2 separate regions of the Mus musculus genome follow, and region 1 is linked to region 2. Evidence: chromatin contacts called from public HiChIP or PLAC-seq data. All regions are on one chromosome and are shown on one strand. Each heading gives the region's core, a stretch centred on a gene start, on an enhancer-like site or on the middle of the called end of the contact. The rest is flanking DNA. Distances are from core to core; before and after follow the strand shown. Region 1 overlaps Osbpl8 (oxysterol binding protein-like 8). Region 2 overlaps Osbpl8 (oxysterol binding protein-like 8).

Region 1 (3,047 bases), core at 406-2,905, 34 kb after region 2:
CTAGATGCAAAAATCAAGAGAATAAGAGAGTAACTGAAGGATTAATAAAGTGCCCCATCATGTGTTCTCTAGGAGCTGCTACATCTTTTAATAGTTATCTGCACCCTGGTTTTTCTGAATTTTGTTTACCTCCCCCATTAGATTTTTAGACTATTGTTGTATTACTATACTTGTGTGGTAAAAAAAATATTTCTTGCATTCTTAATTATGTGCTCTATCCTGAGCTATGTATCTCACACACTTTCATGGGAATCTCTATAATACCATGAAGTAAATATTCTCTGTAGAAATGAAGAAAGTGAGATCCTCAAAGGGCCATTTGAGTAAGGTCCCTTAGCCAGGCAAAGGGTAATGCTGAGATTTAAAGTACAGATATTCTAACTGTTTTTCTTGTCATTGTATGCAAAGACATATTTTTATGTCATAAGCTCATCTGTATTACACATACTCTCTTAACCACCCTTTTAAAGTATTTTGTATTCAGTAGCTAATGTAGTGCACATTTTGAAAATTTTGTGTGACATGACCACTTCCCAGAGTTTGATTCTCTCAAAGCTAATTGTGTCTTTGTGGCTGGTATTCATTTGATACTGGGCACCACGTGGTTTCTGAGGCTTGGAGAACAAGTAACTACGTTCTTGTCTGTTGTAGATTTATGAGTCACAGAAATCAATATTTCCATAGCATTAGCAATCTTGTCTATGGCTTTGTAATATTCAGCAAGGTATACTTTGCCATTATTTTTATGCTATAATTTTTAGAAAGAGAATAGACTTCTAGGAACTGAGAAGAAATTTGTTATTACGTCTTCATTCATATCTTGGTCCTGACTCATTTCTTCTCTCCCTTCCTCCCTCCCTCCCTCCAACATAAAATTCACGGATCTGTGTAAACAATGCATATAATTTTCTAGGTGAAATTCCAGGTAAGCTAAGTTCTTTTACACTGAAAATTAAAATGGTTCAAACCCATCCTGAGGTTAAGCTTACATTGTAAGATCTACTGAAATGTTTACTAACCTGCATTTCTAATATAACCGGTTCTCATATCTCACCTGGTGTGATTGTGGTATGACAAGTGGTTTTGGTTGTATTGTTTCTATAACCTTTCCAAGTAACTGGTTGATTGAGTCAGATTTAGAGGAAAAGATTTCATGACGTCAATGGTCGGGTTTGTAGGTTTAAGTCTTTCATGGGCAGTTGGGACATTTCTTTGCTTTATGACCACAATTTTCTTTCTGTTGCCCCACCATTTAAAAGACATTATTTAGAGTAAGAAATCATATTGATGAGTTTTTGAGCTTCTCTCTGTGTAAGTACTTTGATGAAGGGGGGTGGGTTTAGTTATGACAAGAAACTACCAGTTCCAGAAGAATTACCAGTTATGCTCCATCACTACAAATGAGTTTAGAATAGTGGGAAGAATCCAGCTGTGTTGTTGATGACAGCTGAGGATGTTTGTAGGACTGAGGCAGTGTCTGTGTTGTGGCTACCCTGGTCTACATGCCTTAAGACAAAAAAAAAAAAAAAGATAGAGTTCTTATACTGTATATTAATTCTTTGTGTGTCATATTAGATGTGCTGGGTAGTTTTAGATCAGCTTGACACAACTATAGTCATGTGAGAGGAGGAAACCTCAATTGAGAAAACACCTCCCTAAGATCTCGCTGTAGGTAAACATGTAGGGCATTTTCTTGAACAGTGATTGATGTGGAGGGCCCAGCCCATTGTGGGTGCTGCCATCCCTGAGCTGGTAATCTTGAGTTCTATAAGAAAGCAGGATGGCCTAGCCACAGAGAGCAAGCCAGTAAGCAACAGTCTCTTATGACCTCTGCATCAGCTCCTGGCTCCCAGGTTCTCGTTTTAGCTCCTGTTTTGACTCCTTCAATGATGAATAATGATCGGGGTTTATTTGGCTTATGCTTCCTTTCAAGACATTAGATGTGCAATATATTAACATTTTGGAAATAAAAGAGGCTAGGCAAGTTTTACTCGTCTTAGAAAAGTTGAACTAATCTGTTTAGCAGATAGGAATGCAGAAAAGGACACATAAGAAATTTCTTACATGGGTCTGGTAAGGAGGCTTACTGGAGAAAGGGCTTGCTCCGTGAACTTGACGGCCTGTGTTTGATTCTCAGAACCCACGTAAAGGTGACAGGAGGGAAGTGACTCCACAGAGTTGTCCTAGACCCCACCTGCACTCTGCCATGAGCACCTCCCATATCCCCTACCAGAAATAACACTAAGAACCTCACTGTTTGTTAAGATTATAATAATTAGTAAGTCCCTTTTCACTCATGTGCTTATTCATTCATTATTTATTGAATGTCTATAATATGTCAGATTTTTTTGTTGCTTTAAAGCAGTAAAAATAGAGTTCTTACTTATAGTCTGTTAATTCTTTGTGTGTCAGATGTGCCGGCTAGTTTTAGATGATGTGAGAGGAGGAGCCCTCACTTGAGAGCAGGCCTCCCTAAGACCTGGCTGCAGGTGAGCATGAGGACAGCATCAGTGAACACAGCAGGGCACAGGCCCATTCTCAGTGCAGTGGAGTAAGGTCGGGATGGTGAGAGACAGTCAGTGTGGGGAGGAAGGGAGAGTAGGAAGGGAGAGTGGCAGCCTGGAGAAGGAGGGGCATACAAAGAGTCTTCTGAAGCAGCAGCTTTTGAGCAGAATCTTCAGGACTTACCCGTCTTCCCTTTTCCCATACCCCTTGCTCTGGTGGAGATTGAGCATGGGCCCTTATACCAGCTAGGAAGTGCTCTGCCCATTTCTGTACACTCTGTGTGTACATTTGGAGGTGAGATCTGGGTCTGCTTAAGTTCTTTCGGCTGGCCTTGTACTCGTTCTATAACCTAGGCAGACCTTGAATTTGTAATCCTCCTGCCTCAGGCTCCTAAGTAGCTGTGATTGCAGACTTGCAGAACCAAGCTTGGTTATAAGGGTTGTTTTCTGACCAGAAAGTGACAGTGTTCTTAGAACTTGTGGGTCTGTTGAGTTGGCCTGTAAATGCTAGGTGCAGGGCTGGTGTTTCAAGGAGTAGGTGGG
Region 2 (2,930 bases), core at 372-2,871:
GAGACAGGGTTGTCAGGATGGCCAGGAACTATTGTGGCACAGGCAAGCACTAAACTACTGCAGTCCTTTCTCAGCCTCTTGACTTTGTAATCTCCATTGTGGAGATTCCTAATAGGAAGGAGTATAGGATGCTATAAGGATTCGCTGACCTAGGGGATGAAGGGATCCAAAGAAGCTGGCATGAACTGAAGGAATAAAAAATATTTCTGGCAGGGTCTTTGCTAGGAACTGAAAGAATTCACTGTACCTGGGGGAAATGTGTGAAAAGAGTGGGCAGCAGAGAGATAGTACTGGGGAAAAGGATTGGATCATCAGAGGCATGAGAATTTAATAAGAGTCTGTCTGCCGCTGACCCCTAACTCCTAGGCACCAAAGCGAGATACCATGTAGCCTGTAGACCAGGCTGCTCTCAGACTTTGCATGCAGTCAAGGATGGCTCTGACTGTTTTTGAGGGATGAGAGGGAGGGTGACAGGGTGTTACTGTGTAGCCCTAGCTGGTCTAGAACTTGGTCTGTAGACCAGCTTGCCCAGGAAGTTCCCTCTGCCTTCAAAGTGCTGTGTTTGAAGATGTGTACCTTATCCCTGGCTTCCTTGAACTCTTGCCTCTGGCTTGTCTGGTATTATAGATGTGTATTGCCAAGCACAGTTTAAGAGTTGTGATTACTGTTTTAGGATTTCTTGGGTTCACAAGCCCATATTTATGTTCTACCTGTGAACTGCCTTGGTATGGAGCTGCTGTGTTGCTAGGGTACCCTTCATGGCCCTCCAGGCTGGTTAGACTCTTGGCTCTTTACGGGTGAGCATCTGCTCAGGGACCAGTATATCCTGTAGCTTGCTGTGCCTGGAGGAGCACTTGCATGCCCTGCACTTCATACTCTGGAGTGAACATCCAGAGACCAAGATGCACGCGTGGTGTGGAAGGTGCTGGCACTCTGATACTGGAGGAGTATGAGGAACAGTGCTGTAAGGAGGAAGCCTTCCCCTGTCTGTGAACTATCTGGATTGCTCTCCGCCTGCCCTGCATCCCTACCACAGAAAGGTCAGGTACAGCTCATTGGTAGAATTCGCTGGTTGGTGTCCTCCAAGCCACATAAGACCACACACACATCAAGCAGAATCTCCCTGTCAGTTGTGGAAGTGGGAGTTACGGGGCTTGGGGAAGGCAGCTCAAATAGGCCCTGGCTGCTGCAGTTGCATCTAATTTCCTGGACCTGTCTCTACAAGACTCCGCCTAGTGACCAACAGACCATGGTCAGAAAGCACGCTCAGACCTTTTTTGGCCCTCTGTGCTACTAATTACACCTTTGCTATGTATTGGCCATCCATGATTGTAGTAGGCTGCAGTGCAAGGCCTGGATGCTTGCTGCACATCTGGGAACAAATTCATAGAGCTGTCAGCAGGGATCAGAGACAGTGAAGTGGACTGCCTCTGGACTTGTCAAGAGCAGATTGAAGCTGCCATCAGGGAGAGTCTGAGGAACGCTGCCCAGATTATCCCTAGTCCAGTGCTCAAAGCCCCTCACGGCTCCAGGAGCTAGGGGTTCAGCCTCAGCAGCATTCCCACACACATTATAACCATCCAACAGTAGTCCTGGATAGGGGCCCTCTAGTGGCTACTAAATCAAGGAGGGCTCACTGCCACCTGCTCCCTGCCTCTAGGAAGATCTATACCACATTGAAGCCTGGATGGGGCTTATCTCTCTCTCCCTTGTAAGCCCTAAGAGGTCCTGCTTATCCTGAGGACCTGGTTAGCCACGTGGGAATCTTTATGGCCAGTCAAATACTGGTCAACTGGTCAGCTTGGCTCTTCTGTCTGTAGCTTAGGCTAGGTCAGATTGGTCAAACAAATCAATTCCTCTCTGTTTGGAATACTCATCTTCTCAACAGCCGGAACATTCCAGTGCCTTCCAGAGGGCCTTTCCAAGGTTACCAAATTTAGAGCAGTATCCTCAGACCTCTTGATAGGCATTCGTAGACGGTGAAAGTGACTTTAAACCTGGGTCCCAGAAGCGTAAGTCCTCTGTACTTGCATACGAACTGGGTATGGTTTCCAGCACCCAAGTCGGGCAATTTATTATGGCCTGTAGCTTCAGTTCCAGATGACCCAAAGCCCTTTCTGGCCTTTGAGCACCTACACACACAAACAATTAAAAATAAAAGTAATCTCAGGACCCCATGGGAATGACGTTAGCTGAAATACCCCACAAAGGGGAGGGAGAGTCTGTCAAGACCATATCCAGAGGTTAGGCATGGCCCCCAGCTGAGGGATGGAACCACTCAAAACTTTAACCCAGAATTGCTCCTGTCTAAAGGAAATTCAGAGACAAAGTGTGGAGCAGAGACTGAAGGAAAGGCCATCCAGAGACTGTCCCACCTGGGAATCCATCCCACATTCAGACACCAAACCCAGACACTATTGCTGGCAGGAGCCTGATTCCTGAGAGGCTGTGCCAGATTCTGACCACTACAGATACGGATGCTCGCAGCCAACCATCGGACTGAGCACAGGGACCCCAATGGAGGAGTTAGGGGAAGGACTGTAGGAGCTGAAGGGGCTTTATCTGGCATCAATGGGAGGGGAGGCCCTTGGTTCTGTGAAGGCTTGATGCCCCAGTGTAGGGGAAAGCCAGGGCAGTGAGTTGGGAGTGAGGGTGGGTGGGGAGCACCCTCACAGAAGCAGGGTAAGGAGAGATGTGATAGAGGGTTTGCAGGGGGGAAACCAGGAAAGGGAATGACATTTGAAATGTAAAAAAATACAATAATTTTTTTTAAAAAAAGTAAGTCTTTTAAAGAAAGATTTTGATTTCTTGCTGTAGGCCTTTTGATGTTTGGCTTTTTCTTTCTCTTTCTCTCTCTCTTTCTCTCTCTCCCTCCCTTCTGCCCTTCCCCCTCCCTCTCTCCCTCTCCCCTTCTCTTCCTTCCTTCCTTC

Evidence for each region. HiChIP or PLAC-seq counts read pairs in DNA pulled down with a chosen protein or histone mark.
Region 1: a contact with region 2 is called in a BATF HiChIP or PLAC-seq map of CD8 T cells, with 15 read pairs. The contact joins two enhancer-like sites. A contact is called at or near these places in 6 of 39 promoter capture datasets (the 3T3-L1 cell line, 3T3-L1-derived adipocytes, the HPC-7 cell line and 3 more), 1 of 15 datasets of contacts at CTCF or cohesin (CD8 T cells), 23 of 484 Hi-C or Micro-C datasets (CD4 T cells, CD8 T cells, DN3 thymocytes and 12 more) and 4 of 115 datasets of contacts at active chromatin or transcription factors (CD8 T cells, the HPC-7 cell line, bone marrow-derived macrophages and 1 more).

Annotation. Positions count from the first base shown.
Region 1 is chr10:111,213,201-111,216,247 of GRCm38.p6, forward strand. All of the region lies in intron 2 of Osbpl8 (oxysterol binding protein-like 8), which reads left to right. Among named protein-coding and RNA genes, the nearest start is that of Gm51266, 29 kb to the left of the region's middle. Within about 2 kb of position 1,656, at least 26 of the 459 cell types and tissues checked have an H3K27ac peak or open chromatin away from gene starts, as enhancers often do. A contact at or near this core is called in CD8 T cells and liver, where this site is marked.
Region 2 is chr10:111,179,225-111,182,154 of GRCm38.p6, forward strand. The region is part of intron 1 of Osbpl8 (oxysterol binding protein-like 8); the gene reads left to right. It also overlaps the pseudogene Gm17849. Among named protein-coding and RNA genes, the nearest start is that of Gm51266, 4.9 kb to the right of the region's middle. Within about 2 kb of position 1,622, at least 33 of the 459 cell types and tissues checked have an H3K27ac peak or open chromatin away from gene starts, as enhancers often do. A contact at or near this core is called in CD8 T cells and liver, where this site is marked.